Regions from separate parts of the Mus musculus genome. Here all the other regions are linked to region 1. Evidence: chromatin contacts called from public HiChIP or PLAC-seq and promoter capture Hi-C data. All regions are on one chromosome and are shown on one strand. The core of a region is the stretch at or near the end of the contact, and the rest is flanking DNA. Distances in the headings are between cores, read along the strand shown. Region 1 holds the start of Spred2 (sprouty-related EVH1 domain containing 2). Region 2 holds the start of Peli1 (pellino 1). Region 3 overlaps Meis1 (Meis homeobox 1).

The links. Promoter capture Hi-C pulls out the DNA fragments that hold promoters and counts their contacts. HiChIP or PLAC-seq counts read pairs in DNA pulled down with a chosen protein or histone mark.
Region 2: a promoter capture Hi-C map of pre-B cells shows a contact between it and region 1, with 5 times the contacts expected there. The contact joins the promoter of Peli1 here to the promoter of Spred2 in region 1. A contact is called at or near these places in 3 of 39 promoter capture datasets (the C10 cell line, hippocampal neurons and pre-B cells), 1 of 484 Hi-C or Micro-C datasets (CD8 T cells) and 1 of 115 datasets of contacts at active chromatin or transcription factors (astrocytes).
Region 3: a contact with region 1 is called in an H3K27ac HiChIP or PLAC-seq map of extraembryonic endoderm stem cells, with 5 times the contacts expected there. The contact joins the enhancer-like site here to the promoter of Spred2 in region 1. A contact is called at or near these places in 1 of 39 promoter capture datasets (embryonic stem cells), 4 of 115 datasets of contacts at active chromatin or transcription factors (the NIH/3T3 cell line, astrocytes, epiblast stem cells and 1 more) and 1 of 9 other capture datasets (embryonic stem cells).

Annotation. Positions count from the first base shown.
Region 1 is chr11:19,922,032-19,926,516 of GRCm38.p6, forward strand. It overlaps Spred2 (sprouty-related EVH1 domain containing 2), which reads left to right and starts at 2,411. Exons shown (of 6, transcript NM_033523.4): 1 at 2,411-2,925. The coding sequence starts at 2,900.
Region 2 is chr11:21,088,824-21,093,308 of GRCm38.p6, forward strand. Peli1 (pellino 1) reads left to right here and starts at 2,501. Exons shown (of 7, transcript NM_023324.2): 1 at 2,501-2,855.
Region 3 is chr11:18,917,769-18,922,253 of GRCm38.p6, forward strand. All of the region lies in intron 8 of Meis1 (Meis homeobox 1), which reads right to left. Among named protein-coding and RNA genes, the nearest start is that of 8430419K02Rik, 42 kb to the left of the region's middle. Within about 2 kb of position 1,638, at least 15 of the 459 cell types and tissues checked have an H3K27ac peak or open chromatin away from gene starts, as enhancers often do. A contact at or near this core is called in the NIH/3T3 cell line and extraembryonic endoderm stem cells, where this site is marked.

The DNA.
Region 1 (4,485 bases), core at 1,161-3,660:
CCTTCAGACTGCCAAGATTAATGGTGTCTACCACCACACCCAGTATGTCTCACTTTCTTCACGGCCTACAAACAAACAAACAAACAAACAACAAAAAAAAACAAAACAGAAACAAGCAAACAAATAAAAATACCCCCCAAATCAAACAAACAAAAAATGAAGAAAGATAAGGTTTGCTTTGTTTATTCCTGTAAAAGTTGAAGAATTAACAGAGACCTCACTGTCAGGACCTCAGGTCTTCTAAGAGAAAACCAAAATGCAGGTCTCGAGGTTTGGCGTCCTTACCACTACTTGTCATGAGCACTCAGAATCCAGTGTTGAACCTCAATGTGTATCCACAAAGATCATGGTTGTGGAAAGCATGAAACCACTGGTTTCTACTTGACTCAAAGGTGAAACTCTTATTTTTCAAGCCCCCGTGGAACTCTCAATACACACAGACCTCTAAGAGGGCTACTTTTGTTTTGTGTATGGGTTTTGTTTTAGTTGTTGCTGATTATCATCATCATCATCACCACGACCACTACTTTGATTCAGGGTCTTAATCATGTAGTCTGGTTGGCATGGAACTCATTATATAGGCCAGACTGGCCTCAAACTCACAGAGATCCACCCACCTTTTTGCTTCTAGAATACTAGAATTACGGACATGATCCACTATGCCCGGCTGTTTTGTTTTTGTTTTGTTTGTTTTTTGTTTGTGGTTTTGTTTGAGACTGGATTTTGCTTACTAGCTATGTCTAGCCTAGGATTCTACTTGTAGACCAGGCTGGACTTGAACTACTATCAATCCTCCTACCCCAGCCTCCGTAGAATGGGATTATCCAGTCCAGCAATTTTCTATTTTTGAAGCAAATATTTCATCCCCCAGTTTGTTTCGTAGCTATTTAAAATCTAAGTGGAATGTCTCTAATGGCATATTCAGGAGAACAGAAATGTCTATTAGTCTTGAGGACATAATCCCTGTCCCTTATTCCATGGCAAGACCTCAGGAAATACCCAGTGACTCTGTAATTGGTGTCATCCATGTCAAGTGAAAACATGGTGCCCCCTTCAAAAATTGAAATGGATTTTAATATCGCAAATTCAGATTCCAGGCAAATCCACAAGTTGAGCCCTGGGTGCAATCCTGCTCGTTGTCTAGATGGTGCATAGGTCCTCTCAGAAAACCTCAGGCAGGTCCTAGGCCATGGTAGGAAAAATAATTTAAAGAGAGGTATGAAGAGATGGCTCGCAGTTAAGATCTTCCATAAGACTGTGGTTTAATTCCTAGGACCTACACAGAGGCTAGCAACCAGTTCCAGGAGATCCAACAGCCTCTCCTCTCTGCCCACAAATGGTGCTGACATGCATGGATGCATCCTCCTTCTGCCCCCGCACATTCAAAAAGAAAGAAGGAAGGAAAGAAAGAGAGAGAGAGGGGGGGGGAGGGAGGGAGGGAGGGAGGGAGGGAGAGAGAGAGGGAGAGAGAGAGAGAGAGAGAGAGAGAGAGAGAAAGAAAGAAAGAGAGAAAAAGGAAGGGAAGGGAAGGAAAGGGAAGGGAAGGGAAGGGAAGGGAAGGGAAGGGAAGGGAAGGGAAGGGAAGGGAAGGGAAGGGAAGGGAAGGGAAGGGAAGACGGGTCGGGGGTGGAGTAATGAGTTCCTGGGTCTCTCTTTGGCCAAACCCCATCAAAGGTAGTAATCTGTGACCCAGTAAACTAAGAGTAGACTTCTAAGAGCTGGAGACAAGAAACGTTATTCACAGACTGGATAATTTACTTTGGTGTTACCTTTAAACTTCATCTCTGCCTGCAATGCCAAAGTTTTATGGCTGTTTGCCTTTTGTTTTCTGCGTACATATTTTTAAAAATATGCCCGCTCTAGGTGGGCATGGTGTTGCATGACAGTAATCCCATCGTGTGGAGGCCAGCGGAGGCCACCTGCACTGCCCCCAACCCCCACCCCGCAGTGTTTCTCCAAACCCAAACTCTCTGGCAACATCTAAACTCCTCCCCATCTCCGCCCTCCGCCACCTCCCCCCTTGATTTTTAATCCGAAGGTTTGGAAGGAGGGAGGGACAAAACGGGAGCCAGATGTGCTCTTGTCTTCGGCTCCCGCCTCCTCCCTCTTGGGCTTCCTAAAACCCGGAGCACCGGAGACAAGGATTCGGATCCTGACAAACGCAGTGCCAACCATGCTGTTCCGAGGCTCCTCCCTGACTGGAAGCTAGCGGGAGGGGGAGTAGAAGAGGGGCACGCTCAGTAGGCGGGACAAAGTGTTTTGTGAGTGTGTTTTTTTCCTCTCTCTCTCCTCTCTCTCTTTTATTTTGGTCGCAAGTAGGAAGCTTTTTGCACTCCACCACCTCTGGCCGCTGGGAAGACGTCATCGCTTCCGCCCTACTTCCTCCTCCTGTTGGCGGCGCTGAGAATCCAATATGGAGTAAATCGGTGGAGTGGCGAGATGGGGCTCGGACGGGGCGCCCTGCACCGCCTCCCAGGCGCATCTCCCCCGGCCGCCGAGCACTACCCGGAACCCTGATTGGCCCGGTCCCCGGGGGCGACCCCGGCCCGGCCCCAGCGCAGCCGACTGCCCGCCCGCCGCCCGGAGCGTGCTTGTTTTTCTGCTGCTCTCCCCCTCCGGGTCCCCTTCCCAAATCTCGCCTCTGCACCCCCTCAGAGCCCCGGGGCCGTGCCCGGCCGGCCCACGGCGTCCGCTGCCTGGTGTGCCCCTTCCCAGACCTCGCCCTGATCTCGGGGCTCTCCATTTCCCCGCCTGCCTCGGCGCCCCCTTCATCTCTAGCTCCCCCCCTCCACCACCAAATCAGGAGATGTCGGAGATGTGAAGAAGGGGGGCGAGCGCACAGGAAGATGAAGGGAGCCAGGCTGCATGCCGCGGGACAGGCGTCTAGGTGAACAAGAAAATGACCGAAGAAACACACCCGGACGAGTAAGTTAGCCGCGGGTGGGACGCGGGTGCCCGGAGGGGTGGTGTGGGGGCCGCCGCCAAGGACGCAGGAGGGGACTCGTCGGAGGAACTTGGCCTGGGGTGCAGCCGCTGGCTGAGCTGTCGGGGCTATGCGCGAGGCTCTTGACTTGGCTGGGGGAGACGGCAGAAACCGCCTGGGGTCTGCAAGTCCAGGTCGCAGCCCGGGCCAAGGGCGCGCAAATGACCTCGGGGCGGTCCTCGGGCTGCGGGAGCGGAAGCTCTGACGCCCTCCACGCGGGGCATCCCGGGGTCGATGGGTCTGTGTGCATGGTGACTTTGTGACTCCTGGCACTGCTGCCCTCCCATAGCCCTCTCCGGAGCCCTCTGGGGCCCGGGCTCCGCCATTTCGTTTTCTTGAATCGCTCTCATTTGCATACCACATTTTCATTCATAAAAACACGGAGGAGTTGGGGGAGGGCCAGTCGGGCTCGGCACAGGGTCAGTGCGCCCGGGTCCTCGCAGCGGCCAGAGCGCGGGAGCAGCCTGCCGAGTCCCGGCGCGCGTGAGTGTGTGCACGCGCGTGTGGGCCGGCACACGCGCCCCGCGGTGTCGGGGCAGCACTGGGGGCGGATCCGAAGCGTGTGCAGCGAGGGCGGGAGAGCGTGCGGGGAAGCGCGCTCCTGGCATGTATGTGAGGGAGAGCGCGTGCCCGTGCGTGTGCCCGGCCCGCAGGCCCGAGGGGAACAAAGCTCTCGGTGCTTAGTCAGAGGTGCTTGTGCTCGCCCCTCGGGGAGACCCGGGCTTGTCACCGTCTCTGGGCCAAGTGGCAGCTGCTTCCCGCCTAAGTCGCACTTAGGTTTGGATCTCCGCTCTAGTAGTGTTCGAGGCGTTTCCCTCTCGGGGAGCTGGGGGCGGGGCTGCCCGTGGGCCCCAGCGGGTACTTAGCCAGGGGTCCTAGCCGTGCCCGGCTCTGAGACTGCTGTTCAGTGGCTGTATTCGCTCACCACTTTTTTTTTTTTTTTTTTTTTTTTTTTTGTGAATAAGACGTTCTCCTTTATTGTCACATGATATCCCTCCTCCCTTGCACATTCATAAATCCTGAGCCTGCCTCGGCTCCTTTCATTCAGTGCTGCCATTAGCCAAGGTAGCAGCGGCGCCTGCTTGGACTCCAGAATGGGTCCGCAGTCTCGGGGACGCTGAGGGGAGGGGGACCTGGAGAGGTGGAGCGGGAGTGGCTGGAGACTAGCTCCCAAACCCTGGGTCTTTTGCTTTTGTGTGTCCACCCCACCCCCTTCCCCCGTGAGCATTGACACTCTAGAGTGCAGAGAGGGGAAGTGACTCAGGACTGGGCCACTGGGCGGCTTAAAGAGCTCTTGTAGCAGGTGGCAAAATCCTGTGTACCACTCTAAGAAATCTCCCTTCTTTTCCTTTGTCTTCGGTCTGGAGTTCGCACCCAGGGCCTGCCACAGCCAGACAAGCAAGAGCTCCATTACTGAGCTGCGGCCCAGCCCTCGATTGTTTTTAAATGGCCTTTTATCCTGTGGCATTCATTGTCAGACTGAGTGGAAGGAAGCTGATGTT
Region 2 (4,485 bases), core at 1,251-3,750, 1.2 Mb after region 1:
GCTCGCATCTTTACTGATCAATCAAGAACCAACTGGGGACAGGACCTTCAGGTTCCCATGAAGATTCCTGATCAGAGCATCAGAACAACCCCTACATTTATATTTATAATAAGCCGTAAACAGCACAAGAACTGGGCAGCTATCTACCTTCTATGCTATTAGAATCTACTTTCTTATAGATAAATACAAATTATTACTTAATATTTACTATGTTTCATCTGGGATGCTCTTAACTCCCACTGGACAGCCCCCAGGGTTGCACTTTTATGGCTCACTTAACCCATGGTGGCTTCTCCTCCCTCCTCCTGCACTCCTCTCCTCCCTGTCTCCTAGGACTCCAAGCCTGAGAAGCCTAAACTCCACTTATGTCTCTTCTGCCCAGCTATTGGCTGTTGGCATCTTTATTTACTGATCAGAAATAACTTGGGGGTAGGGTCACAAGTCTATGTACAGACTCCAAGTCTTGGGGGCCCACATTTAGCATTACAATAGAGAGCAAGATCAAACCTCAACATTGTTGTTTTTGCCTTAAATTATCTTTAAAATGTTTTTGATGAAGGGGGATCTTACATATTTACAATTTTTGGCATTCAGGCTGTTAGGCTTAAGAGTGAGCACTCAACCCCACTGACCCATCTCATAAGTCCTGTGGTAGTTTTTATATGAATGCGCATTTACCCTGATCAGGGTCCATTAAGCTTCTCAAATATATCTTATCAAAAACTCATGTTTGAATACTGCTTCCAGAAGAAATAAAAAAAAGATGACATTCTTTAGCATATTACCCCCACCCTTCATGGGCTTAGCTGTCTCCTTCATTTTCTTGAAGTTTCCTCATGCCTCTCTCCCCAGTGTGCTTCTGCCACCGCCAGCAAATGTGCCATTAGCCTCTGTGTCCTCGAGCTCCCTGCTCCTTCACTGCTCTCTTCCACCTTTGCCAATAAAATACACAAACGTGGAAGCCGTGAGTCAGCCCACATTCAAATGATCTTTGAAGCACTTCCTGACCCTGCCTGAGTCTGAGGTAGTCTGAATTTTCCTATGACAGCATAGATCACACTGAGTCCATTTATCTGTCTCTTCCTTGGCAGAGAGAGGGGACAATGAATACAAAGTATGTCTCTTTTATATCTTTACAGCTCTATTTTTGAGGCCCAATAAAGTGCCTGGCACATAGTAAATACCTTTACTTGTTTTTTAGTATTTTATTTAAATATCTACATTAAATATTTTAAATACAGGTGTCTTGCCTGCATATATGTCTATGGGCCAATGAGGCCAGAAGATGGTGTTGGATTCCCTGAAGTTACAGGAGGCTGTGAGTGTCCACATTGGTGCTGGAAAAGAAGCCAGGTCCTTTGGAAGCGTGACCAGTGCTCTTAACTGCTGAGCCCTGCTGAGCCATTCTCTGTCTCCCGTGTACTTGTTTCTTAAATTACTTATTTCTTCATTGATCAAATAATTATGTGGTCTGTGGGCATCCAGGGTTTTTGATCCTAAGACTATTTGAAAATCCTTAGTTTCCCATCTTGAAATAGATGTCTGATTCCTTGGCATTAATGTTTTTTCTTCCAGGTTCTAGGTACTCTATTAAGGGAAACTGAGGCAAATTACCTGTAAACCTTCTGGAGAGCCAGTACTGTGTTTTCTCACACCACCATACATGCATACCTGGTCATTTAGAAAGGGTGTAAGACTTAGCTGAGCACAACATACCCATACCATGTTTCAAGGTGCCGTATGTTGTAATTTGATAGTGAGAAACTTGAATCGGCTAATACATACATTGAACAGTTCTGAACTCTCTCTACTTATCTTTTGAATATATATTTATGGAATCTGGATGTTTGAAGAACTATAGATTTTCAGATGAACAAATTGCAGTACAATGATCCAACAATGCTGTTAATGCTGAACTTGGGTTGGAATTAAATGTAACTAACCGAACAAAGAAATTACAGAATTCTGTTAATGGTCACGCTCCCTACAGTTTTATAACCTAATTGTTAAAACACTAAGAACAAGTAGATTTTTAGTACCTTGGGTAATTCTCTTGAAGGAGGCAAAGGAAGGGGGTATTTATGATTTGCAGAAGAAATCTAAACAACCAAGGAGACTGCCATGTCAAGAGGAAGTTAGATTTCACTGGGCACTTGGAAGTGGTTGGGGGTGGGGTGAAGCAGGAGGGACTGGCTGTGGGCAGGAACCCAATGGCACCAAAGACACAAGACCAGCCTTGTTTAGTCAACTACAGTCCAGAACCTTCAGGCTTAGTGAATGGGTGACTATGGCAACAGTCCCCGCCCCAACCCCCTTGCGCGTGCACAGCGCAGAGCCAGCAGTAGGCTCCTCCACAACAGATACTTTTTTTTTTCTCTCTCGGTAAAGAGAACTACAGTTCCCAAGAGCCCTCTCGGCACCGCCTCGCGATGTGGCCCTGCCCCTTACCCTTATGCCCCGCCCTCCCGCTAGTCCCGGTCCCTCCTTCCCAGTGTGTGTCAGTGACCCAAAGGCGGTTCGAGGCGGAGGGACCGTCGGGGGCGCCGCCGCCGCCTTCTCCAGCGCCAGCAACAGCAGCAGCAGCGGCAGCGACAACAGCAGCAGCGGCAGCAGCGGCCGTGCGGCGCCACCGGATCTGCCTGCAGCCCGGGGAGCTCACCACAAAGCGGGCCCGAGCCTCCCTCTCTAGTCCGCGCTCGGCTCTGCGTTCCACTCGGCCTCGCGGGGCTCGGCGGCTGGCGGGAAGGCGGCGGGCTCCGCTGGTGCCTGCGTTCAACCGGTGCTCGCGCCGCCCCCGCGCCCCGGGTGTCCGTGCGGCGGGCCGAGCTGGCGTTCCGGCCACCAGCAGTCGTCCGGTGAGTGCGGCGCGGGCGGCGAACGGGGGCGCGAGGGCCGGCGGCGCGGAACTTCCTCCGAGCCTTTGCCGGTGGCGGCGCGGCGGCCTGCGCGCCCGCCCGCCCGCGGGGAGGCGGCGGGGAGCAGAGTTTGCGGCGCCGCATCCCGCGCGGAGGGAGGAAGCGCCTTTGTGAGGAGCTGCCCGGAACGCCCTCCCCCACGGCTGGAGCGGGTGCGCGGCGGAGGGGAGCCCCAGCTCGGCGGCCCGGTTCTCGCTCCCGCGGCCAGGCTGCAGGCCGGCGAAGTGGAAGGGGAACAAAGGGGCGGTGGGCTTTTCTTTTGTTTGTGTGAATCTGATAACTTCTCAGCTTCCTTACGTAACACAGAATTCCAAGTTAGTCATTCTTTTTATTGTTATGATTATTGTCATCATCTCTGCGTGCCTCTACGTTTCCTTTCATCTTGGGAATCTCAGAGCATTTTAAAAACACTAATTAATTTCACCTCCCGGCCCTTGCCAAGCCCGTTTCCGTACGTGGGTAAACTGAGGTCCAGAAAGCCCTCAAATTGATGGATACGCTTGATGTACCGCGCTGGTGTCTGAGGCTCCGAAAGCGTTTATGAGTAATAACTCATTCTCCAAATGCCCTGTGGAAAAGTTAAAGATGCTCATTTTACTTACAGGTTAAATGAAGTCTGGAAGAAGTCTAGGTAATTGTTAGGTAGTTGAAACAATAATTCTTTTTAAATAGTATTTGAATCTTAAAACCTCAAAGGACTTTCTGAAAAATGTTCCGAGTGGTGAAGATACTGTAAGTCATCAACTCACTTCGCCATATATTATGTTTATATGTGCAGATCTCTTACAAAGTCAGACAACAATGATGAGGGAGGGGATAGTTTTTACTTAACCTACATTTAACATGTTTAGTCACTACTCACAATATGCTCGTTGGTTTTAGCCCCAGCACTCTTCCATCAACAAATATTGAGCATCTCATCCACAGGACGCTTTATTAAACCGAGAATTGAAGCTTTTGTGTATCAAAGGTTGTCTGTTTTGATTCAAAGGCTCTTTACTTTCGGGTAGTAGAGTGTTACTTTGTCTTCGTAGCAGGTGATCTTTTGTGTCAGATAGCACAATGTCTTTTCTCCACATTAACCGAGTTTGCCTAGTCGTGTGAATTTAAAGTTTTTGAATTGTGAACAGGGTGCAGTTCCTCAATTTCTTGTTTCGGTTTATGATGCATTTTCACAGGTAACAACATATTTCCCCAGAGTATTCAAATACACATACTTGAAACATTCTCCTTATTGTCTAAATATAGCATATAATTTCTTTGGGTTTCTTTCTTTCTTTTTTTTTTTTTTTTCACAGTTAACATCTGTAGTAAATACTCTGAGGGCAATTAATCTTTTAAACACTTTTGGTATCAAATGGAAGGTGTGAAAACTTTAAATCAAGTGTTATTTCTACAAGTTCTTTTCCTAAGTTGTATGAGATTTAGAACTGTAATAGCATTATTTTCATTTACACACTTAATTTAATTTTGTAATGCCCCCAGATTTTAAATCTAGTAGGTGTGTCAGAAAACGAAAGTGAGACTTTAGATATTTTTTCTTCTGTTCCCCAACCTATCCCCTTTCTGA
Region 3 (4,485 bases), core at 388-2,887, 1.0 Mb before region 1:
TAAGTTAATTTCTTTTTTAGCTAACAGTTTCCTGTCTCTTAAAATGAAGACCTTGGTGAAGAAAATGTCCAAGGGGGGGGGGGGGGGGGGGCGGAATTAAGCTTTTTATTTTACTGAAATCTCTACTTTGGAACACTGATACTAAAATAATAAGTAATGTTTATTCCTTAAAACTCCATAAATTTGTATTAAGGAAAGCCACAGAAATTCCTCCCTGGCTGCTACATCTGAACTCTACAGATCCAGGGGCTTCATAGTTATCCAGACATTGTTGCCATTAATATTCATTAGATGGGTCTGCTTGCATTTTTATAAGCTGGGAGAGAGGCAAAAGAAACAATCAGAATTCTTTAACACACGGACATTATCAATTCAACATATGCCAGCAGCACGGATCCAGATCTGAAGTTCAGATTCAAATGCGATTTACCTTTCCTAAGCCAAGTCCCACCTAAGCACTTTCGCCCCTTAACCACTGTGGCCCGAGCTAGTTAATTACATTTATTCTCTGTAACACACATGCCAGCTTTTCACCATACTTCATTTAACAAACCTTACCTTGCAATCAAACTAAAGAGAATTTTTCCTTAAGAGAAACAGCAAGCAAATGCCTCTAAAAACTTTTTTTTAAGTGCTAAGATCACCTTTGTCCTTCTAAATTTTCTTTCAAAAGCCCCTACTGATGAGCAGTCACAGTCTGTCTTCAAAGGTTCCAGAAGAGAGAATACGTTAAATGTGGGCAAATCCTGAGTATTTATCTCTCACGTTCTGCATTTTTAGGTACTCAATCTAACTGGACTGGAAAATGCTAAGGCAGATGTGTCCTTATTTCAGCACAGTGGTTTGTACAATGAGTTAGACAGGCAAGAGCTAAGTGTTAGGCTGCTCATCAGCAAGAAGATCAAAGAACGATGGCAAAAGCAATGATATTCAAGTCAATGTAAAGGACGCTGCTGGCCTCCATTTATAATTATAACACTTTGGCTTGGCATTTGAGGGATACCTATAGTTACATAATACTTTATACTTGTGATTTTTTATATTTTATCAATCTAAATCTATGATTAACTAGTGAGTACATAAATTGATGTCACGTTACAGTAACTGTGCAAGGGTGAAAAAAAGTCCTAGAGTGAGCACAGGGCTGGCATGCAGGGTCTGATGCTAGAGTGCATCTCCTAGGCTCTTAGCCTCTTTTTGCTCAGTCTAGCTTTCTTTACACTCTACTGGAGCTCAAAGTTTATCTTTTAATGATAAAGTAAAAATGCTGTAGCCATATCTGTTGGAGCCAGTTGTGAGGCAGGGAATGTAGTCCCTGGTTTTTCTTTGTTTTTTGTTTTTGTTTGTTTGTTTGTTTGTTTGTTTTGTTTTGAGACAGGGTTTCTCTGTGTAGCTCTAGGTGTCCTGGAACTTGCTCTATAGTCCTAGGCTGGCTTCTTACTCAGAGATCTCCCTTCTCTGCCTCCCAAGTGCTGTGATCAAAGGCATGCCCCACCACTGCACAGTTCCAGTCTCTGATTTAATGTGTAGACATGTATTGCTCTGTGTTTAGAATTAAGCAACTTAGACCCAAAGAAAGCAGGATGAGTTTTAAAGGGGCTGTCATCATTCTGACTCACAGGTGATGTGGCAGTCGAACAAGACAGCATCTGCCCTTTCTAAGACAGGACCAGGGAAATCAGAACCTTTGCCTGATGACTGCTTAGTGTGAAGCAGCTAGACACAGCCTTGATTTGTTTAATGCATCTTTCTCTGCCATCTCATTAGTGACACGAGCTGCTAATTATGTATCCAGAAGGGCTAATTTCCCCTGTTCCTCTGTCACTTTTTGAGAGGATTCAGGCCTGGGTGTAGAAGCAGGAGAATGGTCATTAAGTCCATGATGCTTCAGGGATGTGGTTACACACTTACAAATGGCAAGTCAAAAGGATAATCCTTAAGAGCCTTGATTTCGAGAGCTTTAGTTGAGTGTACTGCACTTGACAACTGAGGTCTTTGGGACTTGTGCTGGCCATATGGTCTCTGAAAACACCTTTTAAAGATTTGTGTGTGATTATTCTATGCCAGAGTGTTTTGCCTGTGTGTGTGTGTGTGTGTGTGTGTGTGTGTGTGTGTGTGTGTGCACGCACCACATACATGCTCTATGCCCGCAGAGTTCAAAAGAGGGCATCAGATTCCCAGGAACTGAAGTTACAGATAGTTGTGAACCATGGTGTGGGTGCTGAGAATCAAGCCCTGGTCTTCTGCAAGAGCAACAAGAGCTCTTAACTGCTGAGCCACCTTTCCAGTCCCTGGCTGTATGGTCTTAATGAAAGTGTCTCAGTTCTTCAAGCCTCACTTCCTTGTCTATACAACAAGAAAAACAAACCTGGTAGCAAGCAAATGAGGCAATCTGTGAAAAATACATCAAATGCAGCTCTTGATGTGTTAGGAAAAGATGACTAATTAATTGTGGTAGAGGTATTTTAATCTGTATTTAATTTTATAATTCTCTCTATCTGGACAAACTCACTTCCAGACACTAGGGAAGGCTCCCAGTCAGGCTGTTAGTGTACCAATGCAGAACCGGACAGGCTGTCTTCAGGACTTGCCATTACTATCATGCAATGATGTGTAGCAGAATCTCAGCTGGGCATAGAGGCATATGTTAGCACTCAGGAGGCAGAGGACAGACAGAAGGAGATAGAAAGACCATGTCTCAAAAACAAACAAACAAAAAAAGCATTTACATTCTCCAAAACAGACCACTGGTTCTGTAGGAAGGGAAGTGGGTGTCCTGTTCTATTTTTCTTTTCCATGCTTTAGACTCAACTCTGTCTCCTCCTGAATACATTTGAGCCTCACAGAGGGGACTAAACAACGTATTCTTACAAAAAAGGAAAGATTGTAGAGAGAAAACACTGAAAACCCAAGGTGTGTAAGAGGTAAAGCTATAAAATAGACATGTCGAGGCTTCAGAGGGATGAGTCAGGGTGCTCCGGTGGCCTTCAGAGGTCACACACACATTCCTGGGTCTGCCTCTATCACAATCTGTGACTGGCTAAGGTACCAAGGAAATATTCCAAACCATGAGTACTCTAGGGAGCGTGTGAGTCATGACTCAGGACCATGCAAAGTGGGAAGCCTGATCTGGCTTCCTAGACTTGGAGATTGAAAGCCTTTATCTTTTGGTGGCTAGAAGTCAGAATGGGTCATGCAACCACCTTCCACAACAAAGAATAAATGCCAAATTTGGCAGAAAAATGTGCTCTCAGGAAAGGGGAGCAGAAAATTCTTTGGCCTGGGCTCCAGTGAGAACTCATCTTTGAATACCAAGCAAACTCCATCACAATTAAAAACACACCTTTGCAAATGAAGGGTTTGGGATTATTTCAGCCCAGTGCATTTATAATATGAGCCTACCAATAGTTATAGTTAATACAGTTTTTGGATGTCTGGTTGGTGAGCAAATGCTGTCATTATTTTCCTTTTCATTTTAGCCTTTTTAAGCAAAATCATTTTATTGTTGATGATGTTGTTGTCTTAGAAAGGTTCAGATAAATATATAAAGAAGAAAACAGAAGATTAGTCAGTGAGATAGCTCAGTGGGTAAAGGTGACTGCACCAAGCCTGGGGACTTGAATTTGATCTCCCACACACGTGGTGAAAGGAGAAAAACAATTCCCAAAAGTTGTATACACACAGAAAGAGAGAGACAGAGAGAGAGAGAGAGAGAGAGAGAGAGAGAGAGAGAGAGAGAGAGAGAGAGACACAGAGAAAGAGACAGAGAGAGGCAGAAAACTAAGGAAAAATGTATATTATGTGCAAGTTTGACAAAACCTCTAGCATATTTTGATTCTGTATCTCACACCACAATTCCTCAAATAGTCCCTATTCTAAAATATAGGAAACCCTATCATTTTGATGATGCTAATAATGAGCTCAACTACGACATGCATATATTTTGTTTAATGGCTTCATTTATTTTAATAACAAAGAGAAACTAGATTTCACAGATGAAAGCTTTTTTTTTTTTTTTAAGGCTCCAGTGCAACTGAGATTTTTTTAAAAATCTGTGATGTTAACCAGTATGTAGTAACGGATGCTCTCTGGGGCCCTATTTTGGACATTTTATGCAGCATAAGCCCACCCTGAGTGACTAACACCAGAGAACTCACCCCTGTTTTAAGAAGACCCACCTAGGGGTAAGTATCCAAGGGTCTCGGCAATGGCTCCAGGTGTCTTTTCTTACTGTGGATATGTTTTCTTACTGTGGATATGCTGGTGATATGTTTTCTTACTGTGGATATGCTGGTGATATGTTAGCTGTGGAAATGCTAGAGCAGCAGGCTTAGCTCACTAAAGATAAGATCTCAAGGATAAGGAAATAATTGCATAGATTTCTTTTCCCTTTGTTCGGAATTCTGCCTACAGCGTTTAATATTTTGTTGAGAATTGAAAAAATAAATCACAGTTAGTAAGTTTGGTTTAATTCTTGCTTGGTTT